Linked DNA regions of Bos taurus: region 2 is linked to region 1. A link is a contact called in public Hi-C data. All regions are on one chromosome and are shown on one strand. Each heading gives the region's core, a stretch centred on a gene start, on an enhancer-like site or on the middle of the called end of the contact. The rest is flanking DNA. Distances are from core to core; before and after follow the strand shown. Region 1 holds the start of TRDN (triadin). Region 2 overlaps TRDN (triadin).

Region 1 (6,455 bases), core at 1,181-3,680:
TTCAGGTTGATGGAACAACCTGTACCAAGGCTCTGGCACAAAAGTACACCTTTTATAAAAGACTGAAGGAAGGCTACTGTAGCTGGGGCACAAAAAGTGAGAATCATGAAGACAAAATAAAAGGAGTGTAGTACAGCAGCAGGCAAGACGCTTTGGATGGCCACAGAGAATGACTGTGCCACTCACCTTAAAAGGTAAGCTCATCTGAGTTGTCAGTCTAATTATCAGTTGAGAAATATGGTTAATAAGGCATTCCAGAAAAGGAAAAAAGTACATAACTAATCCCTGAAGTTGAAATGACAAAGATCCTATGAACAGTTAAAGCCGGAGTACAGGAAATGTCCATCATCTAGGACCTAGATGGTATTTTTATATTTTTAATTCATTATTAATCCAATGATTTTTTACAGGTGACAAGAGGTCTTCTAAGAACCCCTTAAATTCTCCACGGGGAGAAGACAGAAACATAAGTTCTATTTTATAATCAGGAATTTTCCTATAAAAATGTTTATTAATCAAGAGCAAAAGGCCTACAGAGCATAATTCACAGGCCAGCAAAAAATGTTTCGGCCGAGTGCCCCTGAATCAGTTGGCCCGTTCACAACCCATACAGAGCAAGGGAAACATATTCACAGGTATTTAACAACTTGTGCAAGGCTAAATGAGACATTTCTATAGATGGATGTCTTGAAGACAATCTAAAGGTCACATGATGCAGAATATCTAAGGAATACGAAAAAATGCTATTTATATTGAGCTAGCAAATTCTGAACTAAAATTGGTAAAGAGTAAATTTGATACTTCGTAGAGAAATGAAAAAACATGAACTAGATTTAAGGGAGCTGACTTCTAATCTTGGCAATGCTATGGTTTTCAGCAAGTCTCCAAACATTTGAGTTACAGTTTCTCTGTCTGAAAAATGGAGATAATAATGCCAACTTAATTGAGTTGTGTGAGGTACAAATAAGTACATAAAGTCCGGAGCAAAACGCCTGATACATAGAAATCTCTCAGTAATTACTTCTATTAATTTGGGGTGCTAGACTAAATTTGTTAGTGGAAGGTGAAAGTAAGACAATTCTCCTTATAAATACTGACTGCAAGTCTTAAACTCTGTAATCACTCTGTGCCCATACTAATGTCTGCCCAAAGATCTAAAACCACACATTCTCTTTTTCAGTTGTCTGATGGAAAACAAACCAGCTCAGCATTAGACTTGGAAGCTGTGAAGAGCACCACCTGTCTGATTTTTGCTTACAGCTGTCAGAAGCAAATTTTAGACACACCTCCCGAATTTTTACCCCAGCTAGAACTGGATTGTGTCTGTATTCAAAATGCTTTAGGCTGTTTTAAAGAATCTTTTATATATTTATAATATATATATATTATATATATACATGTATACATATATTTTGCATACATTCTATTTGAGTGAAATGATTGCTATCATGGTTGAATAATAAAGAGGTTCTTTTCAGAATAAGCATTAAAACAGAAAATATTGACTTTCATATAGAATTTATCACATAGAGGTAAAAGACATGAGTATATGAAAAGAATCAGAAGCAAAAGCTTAATTATTTTATTTTTAAAATCATACTGATCTACAGTGATTTTGTGTAATTCCAAACCTTTTCTCTGAATACCCACCCACATATACACATTTTTTAGGTATATAAATCTTATATATGTGGTGTGCATATTTATATACTTGAGTTAGAAAGGATAAACAAATTTAAGATCTCCAAGTTGACATATCATAAAGTAAAAATGGTCAAAATCAATTTTCTAAGTTTAAACATTAAGTGCAACATTTTAAGTTCATTGTGGTCTCTAGCCCTGCACCCAAACCTTGTCATTTTTGCTAGGTAAGATATTGGCCCTAACATTATATGACCATAGCTATTTATAGAGGTGTGGGTGATAACTGTTAACTAGTGGGAACTTTGGCATCACAGAGAACAGTTTCCACATGCAAAATTTCACAGAAATCTCTTTTTACTCCCCAACATAGAGACCTGCCAGTTTGGGAGACTTCTCAGCTCCCAAACCCACTTCTCTGATCCCATATAGAATCACTGATCAAGATAACTCTAAAAGCAACATTCTAAGAGGGCACATTGACCATCAATGGGACTGTCAATTTCTACCTTTTTTTACCCTGTAGTTGATGTTATTGGAAAATGCTAGCAATACCTTCAGCCGTGATCTCAGTCATGGTGGTTGGAGAAAGAAAAAGGCAGGCAAGAATTCCGGTCAAGTGGCACTTTGCAGAATACTTTAGGACTGGAGAACTCTGATAGGGGGCTCTGTGTGAAAGCGTGAGGTCTCTTCCTTTTCCTGGCTGTTCCTGCTGCTCTTTTGTTGTCCTGTGGAACTTTGTCTCTTCTCTGCAGAGTTCTCCCCCTGGAAACAACCTGAGCCCTTTCCAGGCAGCACTTGTGGCTCAGGCAGAAGTATCAGCTTCGAATAAAAATAGCTTCATCTCCCTAGGACTCTTCAGCACTTTTTTTTTTTTTTGGCACTCTAGATGAACACACACACACACAAACACACACACACACACCAGTTCACTAGTCCCAAAGAGAGACAGGCCAAAAAAAAAAAAAAAGGCAAAGGAACCAAAAGTATTGCCTAAGCCCCCGCAGTTTCCCTAAGATAATTACGGATTTGGGGATCTATGTCAGAAAACATAAAATAAAGAGTTGGAAGTAATCTTATCCGTAATAGCTCAGATTTATTCTTAGTGCCCTTAATGCTCAGAACATTCCTCATTCCCTTATTTGGTGTGGGGAGGGTCCTGTAATGTCTACCAGGAGCAAAGGGGAGGGTAGTCTTGTCATTTTCTCCAAGTTGTTTCCTTATTGGTCTAAATCCACTTAGCAAAAGCAGTTATTTATATAGCGCTACACTTGAAGTTGCAACCATTAAATCCTGAAGGTTTCTTGTAGGAGATTAAGATTTTCCAAACACAGGCCAATAAGAAATATGTAATGAAAAGTTGTATTGACACTTGAGAACTGATGAATTACTAGATTTTTCATTCTTTTCAATACTTTCATGAAAACAAAATACCTGAATTTATCTATGCAATAAAAGAAAGGAAAGGTGGTATAAAGTTTAGAAGTCCACAGCTCATATTTTAATAAAAGATTTCAACTTTTCTCTACCTCAACTTCAAAAAAAATAAAATATAAAGGATCATAGCAGCCAACAATTAGCCAAATTGGCTGATTAGCATTTCACCTTCCCACTACTAGACAGGTGTTAATGAGCAGAGAAATATTCAATAGCTGGCAGTTAGAAGGAGAAGGAGAATCAAAGGGCATTGATAATCATACACTCTAGCCAATCTGTGAATAATCAGAGGTTGGCTACACTTATCTTTTATTTTATTCTCACATTCAACCTAACGAATGCTTGCGGTTTAAACTCTTAGCCTTAACTTGTTGCCTTTGGTTGCCAGAACCTCTTGAATTTGCATGGTACTTCAGAGATCAGAAAGCAAAGTCACACATGTTCTTTAATATCAGAAGTGCTACAACAGCTGTATCCTTTGCCTCCATGTTGGCAGCTCTGTATTTGTTGCCTTAATTCCTACAAAAGAAAGTGTTCATATACCAGCTGAATAAATGAGTTAGGGAGTAAGCAATCTTAATTCACAAAAGAGGAAATAATTCCAGGTAACACTCATGATTTATACAAAATTCTACATCTAGGGTTAGGCTTGAGGCTTTTGACTTCAAGTCTGATCTTTCTGAAGAGGCAGGACTTATGGCTTACAATACCATTTGCAGGTACAGGGAGCCACAACAAATTAGGTCTGCCAGTGGATGGAACGGCTCTGCTGGTGGCTCAGTGGTAAAGAAACCACCTGACGGTGCAGGAGACATGGGTTTGATCCCTGGGTTGGGAAGATACCCTGGAGGAGGAAACAGCAACCCACTCCAGTATTCTTGCCTGGGAAATCCCATGGACAGGGGAGCCTGGCAGGCTACAGTCCATGGGGTCACAAAAGAGTCGGACAAGACTTAGTTAGTAAACAACAACAACAACAACAAAAATGGATGGGAAGATGCGAACTCCTCCCAGCACTTCTGTAGAACACCGGGTTAGTGTCTATCTTCTTCAGTGGGGAGGAGGTAGCCTAAAAGCAGAGCCCTCCTCACTTTGCCCCCAAAGGCATCTCCATTATCACAATGCTGCTTCTAACTTGAAGAAAGCATCGTGCTTTGAATTTCCATTTGTCAATCACTTTTGTAGTCTTTCACTGTAGTTAACTGATAAAATAGTAATTCCTTATGTAACTCATTAAGAATTTACATTAAAATGTTCAAACAAGACTATAGTGCAAGATCAGTGATTGATGTTACTCTTAAATTTGCTGTCACTAATTTCATGTCATACTAGAAACAAAAAGAAGAGTAAAAATACTCTAGCTAAACATGCTTACAGGGTAATAAGGTTTTTTAACCCATTTATTGGAAGAGTTGATGAATTTTCTTAGAATATTAACATGAGAACTCAGTATATTTCTCACTTTGAAAAGTTACTAGAACTTTTTCCACTTATTTGAAACCCAATTCATAAAATATGTCTTTGAGTTTCAAATGGAACTCAGAAAAGCTTTCCAAAACAAAGCAACTGACATTCTTCTAAAGGTACACATCTCATTCTTCAGGACATTCAAAGAACAAAATATTACAAACAATACATTTGCTTTTCTTCATTTTTTTTTCTCATTTTTAACAAGTATTCGCTTTAACGGGATCTCACCAATTTACTGGGATCTTTCAACATGACCTAAATGTGAGGATTCTCGCTTCTTTCAGTGATAGCTTCTGATGTACTTTCACATTTTTCATTACTGTAGGATCAGCACAAATAAGCTTATTTTGGTTTTGCATACAAGCACACTTCTTCCTATATGCATTATTAACTGATCTGGTCTTCAATAAGTCAGTGGCAAACCATGAAAAGTTTTTTCTCCTAGAAAATGCTTCATTTAGTCCAAGCTGCATCTCCAACCTGATTATACTGATTATTACCCCTTGTGATTTTCACTAGATATTCTCAATATTCAAGTTAGCAGCCAAAAATATTCATTCTTAGAGCATTAAAAAAAATCTAGCTGCTCTGTCAGCTGTTATCATAAACTAACAATCGGTAAGACATACTCTGTAATTGACTCTGAGCTAGATATTTTCATCTATGCTGAATTTTAGAATATAAAAAAGAGTCAGAAGGCAAAGAGAGATTTTTTTTATGACTTTTGGTTTCCGCCAAAAAAAAAATCAAAAAACAATTTCATTTTTAAAAATTAATTATTTAAAGATCATACTACATTGCCTTGTTCAGTAGTGAATAGAGATATAAATGGAAGTAAGTAGCTAGTTATCATCAGTCACCTATTTCTTAAGGACTAGGGATATTTGAGAAAAAGTAAAGTTAGAGTCACTTCTTAAGATCTTCTGTTTATTAATTTACAGATATGAACAGCTTACACTTGAAAACCCCATACTTAAATTGGTGTTAAACAGAAGAAAAATAATTAAAATTTATATAATATTATATGTTTATACATAGTGGGAGTAAATTTATGTGTATTTAATTAGGATAGAAAGTGCTCATTACTTAATCTTAAAATAATGATAGATGTTACTTTTATAAGTTTTCAGATTAATTTTAATAGAAGGCAAAAATAAATAACCAACTAGATTGCTTGGGGAAAAAAAGGAGTGAAGGTGGGGGACAGAATGTCATAATATAAGACAGCTTTATATATTAGCTAACAAACTGCAAGCTCTGCCGTGGTTGAAGTAGCTTAGGGGGCAAATATACAAGAGAAATCCTTTACTTTTAGCTTCACAGGTGAATAAATATGGCAAAAACAAACTAGGTACATAAAGGATTGGCTTATTAAACTTTAGAATGAAGAAATACAGAAGAAAAGAGGAACACTGAAAGTGAACTTGGGGAACATTTGATTGCATTTGCTTTCATCTGACCTGTGATCCCAACACATAACCTAGAAATGAGGCTCACTTGATAAACTTAGTCTTCAGAATCACAGGAAAAGCCTCAATTGAACTATTAGTTCATTAATCTTACTTCATCTCAGCTCTGCTGTTCACTTTATTTTAAATTGTTTGTGTTCTATTTGTGTCATGGAAAAATCGCATTCTGTCCTCCTTACTTTCTCTAAATGGTCTGTGCTCATTTCTTTAACCAAAGGTTGAAAGTCACTCCATAGGTTTGGCTTACCAACTGATTATTTAGAAATGGTGCAATCCAGCTCGTTTCAAATGACAGAAGGCATTCCAGTGCAATTAAAAACTTTCCTCCGTTTAACTCTGACTCATGAGTAGCTGAGTCTCCAGTATCAGGCTTCACACACATTTGACATTGTCAAACATTTCCCTCAGAAGCCTGCCCATGTCAATCCAGCCTTCAAT
Region 2 (5,937 bases), core at 1,446-3,945, 240 kb before region 1:
ACTCTTTGCGACCCCATGAACTGCAGCACACCAGGCCTCCCTGTCCATCACCAACTCCCGGAGTTCACTCAGATTCACGTTCATCAAGTCAGTGATACCATCCAGCCATCTCATCCTCTGTCGCCCCCTTCTCCTCCTGCCCCCAATCCCTCCCAGCATCAGAGGCTTTTCCAATGAGTCAACTCTTCACATGAGGTGGCCAAAGTACTGGAGTTTCAGCTTTAGCATCACTCCTTCCAAAGAAATCCCAGGGCTGATCTCCTTCAGAATGGATTGGTTGGATCTCCTTGCAGTCCAAGGGACTCTCAAGAGTCTTCTCCAACACCACAGTTCAAAAGCAACAATTCTTCGGTGCTCAGCTTTCTTCGCAGTCCAACTCTCGCATCCATACATGACCACTGGAAAAACCATAGCCTTGACTAGACGGACCTTTGTTGGCAAAGTAATGTCTCTGCTTTTCAATATGCTATCTAGGTTGGTCATGTGACACGAAAACATAGCTATTTCTTTCCTATAAATTTATTTACATTTATTAGGTGCTGCTGCTGCTGCTAAGTTGCTTCAGTCGTGTTAGGTGAACACTATGTAGAAGAAATCTGAGTGCTAGACAAATAAACACACTCCAACAATAGCCACTACACCAAATAGAATATGATGTAGTCTCTCTGTGGCTTCAAGAGAATTATAGTCATATACATATGAAAGATGGTACTTCACTGATGACTATACATTAGACTCATTTCAACTGAGTAACAATTTGCCTAATACCCCTTGTGTGAATGGAATTACATATATAGACACAAATAAATGTCAGACTAAACTAATGTACTCAATAGTTGTATATGTATCAATAGAAACATTTACCTAGGGTGATGACTATTATTGGAAGCTTCATTAGTTACCCTTAGGCCTGAATACTTTCATTTTTGCAAATACTCTAAGACTGATGCTTAAAAAAAAAGAAAGAAAAAAAAAAAACCAAGGCTGATGTTCATAAGTGTGGCCATCAGATGGCACTACTTTTCCTTTTCTGAAGAGAAGAATTTTGCACGCAAAATTCAGTGACTAGCGGTCACTAGAGGCAAGAGAACAGAGCAGGAGGCAAATTAAAAGAAAAAAAAAACATTTCTCGTGAACAGGGGACTTGAGGAATGTGTTTATCATTCCTATTTTTTTTTTCACTTTTTAATTGCTTAAATTGATTTGTACTCAGACCTTTTGAAAGCTCCCCATTTGACTGGAAGGGCTTCCCTGATAGCTCAGTTGGTAAAGAATCTGCCTGCAGTACAGGAGATCCCGGTTCAATTCCTGGGTTGGGAAGATCCCCAGAAGAAGGGAAAGGCTATCCACTCCAGTATTCTGGCCTAGAGAATTTCATGGACTGTATAGTCCATGGGGTCCCAAAGAGTCGGACACGACTGAGCGACTTTCACTCTCACTTTTCATTTGACTGGGGATTAAAAATCCTTACAATCCACATCTCCACAACTTGATGATCTTACCTCTGCACTCCCTCCTTGCTCACACCATTCCAGCTGCACTGCATCTTTTACTGTCCCCTGTGCTCTGGGACATTTTCATTTACTCTTTCTTTCACATGGAATGTTTTCCACTGCCTTGTGCTCAGCTCACTCTCTCACATCATTCAAATCTCTCTTCTGATAGCAGCCCTTGGAAAGGCATTCCCAGATGACCCTGCAGGAAACAGCACCTTCCTCACTCTCTATGCCCTGAGCCTTGTAATTCTTCCTAGCACTTATCAACTGAACGTGTTATGTTACATACCAGACATTAAAAACAGACATTTATTGTCTGTTTCCTTTACTAGACTGGAAAGTTCTATAAGGGCAAGAGCTTGGTCTTTTTACCATTATTTCCCAGCACCTAGAAGACTGACTCTCATGGTAAAACTCAATAAGTGAAAAGATCAATGAAAGAATGAATGAACAAACATCTAGGAAGAATTAGAAAATTACTAAATCAACACAAATCATCTGTCAAGAGTACAGATTTGCCTTGCACCAATGCCATTCACAGGTTGACATTTCCTTTGATACTTGTTTCATAAGATTATTACAGCATGATCTCTCAAAATTTGAGAGTTTTTAAATTAACATGAGGTAAGCATGTTAAGTATACATTTAAATGATAGTATTATTGTCCTAAACTCCTATATCTGAAATTGCGGTTTTATTTTTACACATTTTTCAGATATTAATTTTTTGACCCCCATCACCAGCACCACAGAATGCAATTTGATTTTATTTTCAGCTGAGACAGGAATGGCTATCTTTAGGGATGAAAATTATTCTTTATATGCTAATCCACGAAGGCCAGGAGGAGCAGTGTATATAAATAGCACTGTATGAGGAGTTATTTTTGTGATTGTTTTGAAGATCGGAAATATGGTCATAGGGGCTCTCTTAATGTCTATATAAAGCAGAACCGAAAGGTCAACCAATGGGAAGACAGAAGATTTTTTTCCCTCATTCCCCCATGTATCTTTGCCCTTTTGTACTGTAAATTGCATAGGCTGGCATTTAAATGCACAATGTCAAAGGCAAAGCACTTGCCTTCAACCTATGCTAAAGGACAGCTGGCAAGGGGCAGAAAGAAAAATACTGCCAAAGGCTCTCCAAGCTGAACTGCCTATTGCACATAGCACCTCTCCAGTTTCTCATATTACAGTATTTGCCCTGTGGAAAAAGAAGTAGCCGCCAGAGGAGTGACTTTTTTTTCCAACAGAGCAACAGCTATATTCCACTTCCGAGACCAATAACCCCTCCTGGCCGCCTCTGTTAAGCAAAGACACCAGGGATGATGATCTGAACCATTTCAGCCCTTAAATCACGTTTGTAACAGTGGCTATTTTTGTCCAAGGCTATTTCTACATTTTGCTTATTTGGCTCTCACAAGTAAAATTACATCCAGGACTGGGTAGGTGTAATGCACAAATGCAAGTAGAATTCAGACACTAATAAGGACATGCTGTAATAATTTTGACCAGAGGCAGCTTGTCATAATGGGGAGGGTAAGTGTGACAGTTATATCCCTGGTTTAGGAATATGAGCCAGCTGGCAAGGAAGGGTGGATGTTCACACTATTGTCCTCCAGCAACTCAGTAGGAAAGAGACTAAAAAAATCAATTTCTGCTCTCATCATCAAATACGTCTTCAGCTGTTGTTCCACATATTGTGTGTGTTCTGTGTGGGTGGTCAAACCAAACCTGACGGACAAGATATTTAATCAAGGTGTTGCTAAATACAGTCATAGTCAGTTCAGTTCAGTTCAGTTGCTCAGTCGTGTCCGACTCTTTGCGACCCCATGGACCACAGCATGCCAGGCCTCCCTGTCCATCACCAATTCCCAGAGTCCACCCAAACCCATGTCCATTGAGTCAGTGATGCCATCCAACCATCTCATCCTCTGTCGTCCCCTTCTCCTCCAACCCTCAATCTTTCCCAGCATCAGGGTCTTTTCAAATGAGTCAGCTCTTTGCATCAGGTGGCCAAAGTACTGGAGTTTCAGCTTCAACATCAGTCCTACCAATGAATATTCAGGACTGAGTTCCTTTAGGATGGACTGGTTGGATCTCCTTGCAGTCCAAGGAACTCTCAAGGGTCTTCTCCAACACCACAGTTCAAAAGCATCAATTCTTCAGCGCTCAGCTTTCTTTATAGTCCAACTTTCACAACCATACATTACTACTGGAAAAACCATAGCCTTGACTAGACAGACCTTTGTTGGCAAAGTAATGTCTCTGCTTTTAAATATGCTATCTAGGTTGGTCATAACTTTCCTTCCAAGGAGTAAGTGTCTTTTAATTTCATGGCTGAAATCACCATCTGCAGTGATTTGGGAGCCCAGAAAAATAAAGTCAGCCACTGTTTCCAATGTTTCCCCACCTATTCATAAAGTTTTTAAAGAGTGTTTAGGTTTAGAAAGAGAAATTAAGGATCATCTACTCAAGTTTTTAACTTTTCCTTTTTCTTGCTCCAAGGTAAACGATGACGATGACATTCTTCCAACACCAACACTGGTACTCTAAAAGCAGTGATGGTCAAAGAGAACACCACTTCACACATGCCCAACTTCCACGGAGGTGCCATCTGAAATCTCATGTAGTTTGACACAGTGTCCTCTCCCAAGATACTCGTTTCCCCTGGCCTGACCCCCAACCTCAATAGAGAGCCACTGATACCATTCAGACTCCTTAGTTTGAAAAGAAAAAGCAGAAGCCTGGAATGATGAGGGACTTGTTCAAGGTCACACAGTCAGTAGCAGGAGTAGACCTCACATTCAGGCTTCTGACTCCTAGCAGAGTATTCTATTTCATTGCTAATGGCTACTTCCTTTATGGGCCTAAATGAATGTTTTCCTTATTTGGTGTAATTAGCTGATGCTTATGTTCCCTGGCCATCCCTGGATTCACATGTTGAAGCTCTAATCCCCCAGTATGTTGATATTTGGAAATGGGGCCTTTGGGAGGTAAGCGGGGTTATGAGGTCATGAGGTTAGGGCCCTGGTCTGAAGGGATTGGTGCCCTTGTGAGAAGAAACACCAGAGACCTTTCTCTTTCCTTGTATATGCAACAAGGAAAGGCTTCTGCTCAAACAGTGAGATGGTGGCTATCTGCAAGCCAGGAGAAGACTCAGAGTGAAATCTACATTGTTGGCCCTTTGATCTTAGCCCTCATCATCTCTAGAACTGAGAGAAATAAATTTCTAATGTTAAAAAGCCACCCAGTCCATGGTACTTTGTTGTGGTAGTCCAAGCAGACTACTAGATCACTCTAGGCAGCATAGAATCACCTGAGGATCACCAGTAGGCCCCACACCAAGCCTGCTGAATCATAATCTCTGAGTGGGTGATAGAGTCTGGTGCCTGACCCTTCTAAATCTCTGGGAAAATATAATTTTAAAAGCTGCCTAGATACAGGTACAATTATCTATACCAGATACTTCTGAAAATGAAAGGGAGTGTGATAACTATACCAGTACAACAGATGCAAATTAGGATGTATCTTGAGTCATCCTAAAGCACCCCCTGCCTCCCAGTTGCTGATGATCACTGAGGCTTTGACTCTGGTTCTGGAATCAGAGAGGACAGAGTTCAAGTGCTGATCCCATCTTGTATAAGCAGTAGGATCTTTTACTCTCAAAAAAAAAAAAAAAAAAAAAAGAATATGTGATCCTCTTTGTTCACCTGTGAAATGTGGGTAGTAATTTTCATCAGTTTGTGTTTAGTATCTGAATGGTTAAAACATTAAAAGTATTAGACATGAATGTTGACATGACTGGGTCAATCTCATTTAGAGGGGAATCCTGAAGTTTTAAGGCAATAATGCAAGTAATAATAATGGGCAGAGATAAATTTAGCTTTTTTTCTCATATAGCTTAAATATATGAAATTACAACTCTTTCAAGCAATCTAATTTCTGTTGTGCTGCTTTTGGAAAGAAATCATTTTTAAAGGCAGTTTTATAGTTGTAAGTAAACAAATGGTTTCCATAAAGTTTAGAAGTGACTATCCTTTTGTTGTGTAGTGGTGGCAAAGGATGGCAGCTCAGATATAAGCATCCTTTCAAGTCTTCTTTCTGGTTCCACTGTCTTTCTAGAGGAGACGCCATGACTTTCTCACAGCAAAACTGTCTATTATTCTCTCAAAACAATTAACACAAAAACTTTTGAATTCAGTGAAGGTCAGAGGATTAATAGGTTTTATCTTCAATGTGTTTGAAAAGCTAATTAAGACTCTACATACAGCAGAGGAGACTGGGAATACAATATTTAGCTTTTCTTGACATGACCACAGTGAGTATAAGTGAAGAGAGAAAGACAAAGTGGATGTAGAAACTTCACTGGCAGGAGGCAAGTACTTTTTAAAGAAAATAAAACTAAAAATACTTCTTCTTTGACAGAAGATGCTTCTTTTATT

What was found. A called contact is a pair of places that touch in the nucleus more often than the background predicts.
Region 2: a contact with region 1 is called in a Hi-C map of skeletal muscle, with 6 times the contacts expected there. The contact joins the enhancer-like site here to the promoter of TRDN in region 1. A contact is called at or near these places in 2 of 11 Hi-C or Micro-C datasets (liver and skeletal muscle).

What each region holds. Positions count from the first base shown.
Region 1 is chr9:27,697,148-27,703,602 of ARS-UCD2.0, reverse strand. It overlaps TRDN (triadin), which reads right to left and starts at 2,430. Exons shown (of 42, transcript XM_059890133.1): 1 at 2,197-2,430. The coding sequence starts at 2,218.
Region 2 is chr9:27,939,544-27,945,480 of ARS-UCD2.0, reverse strand. All of the region lies in intron 12 of TRDN (triadin), which reads right to left. Among named protein-coding and RNA genes, the nearest start is that of TRDN, 240 kb to the right of the region's middle. Within about 2 kb of position 2,695, at least 4 of the 102 cell types and tissues checked have an H3K27ac peak or open chromatin away from gene starts, as enhancers often do. A contact at or near this core is called in skeletal muscle, where this site is marked.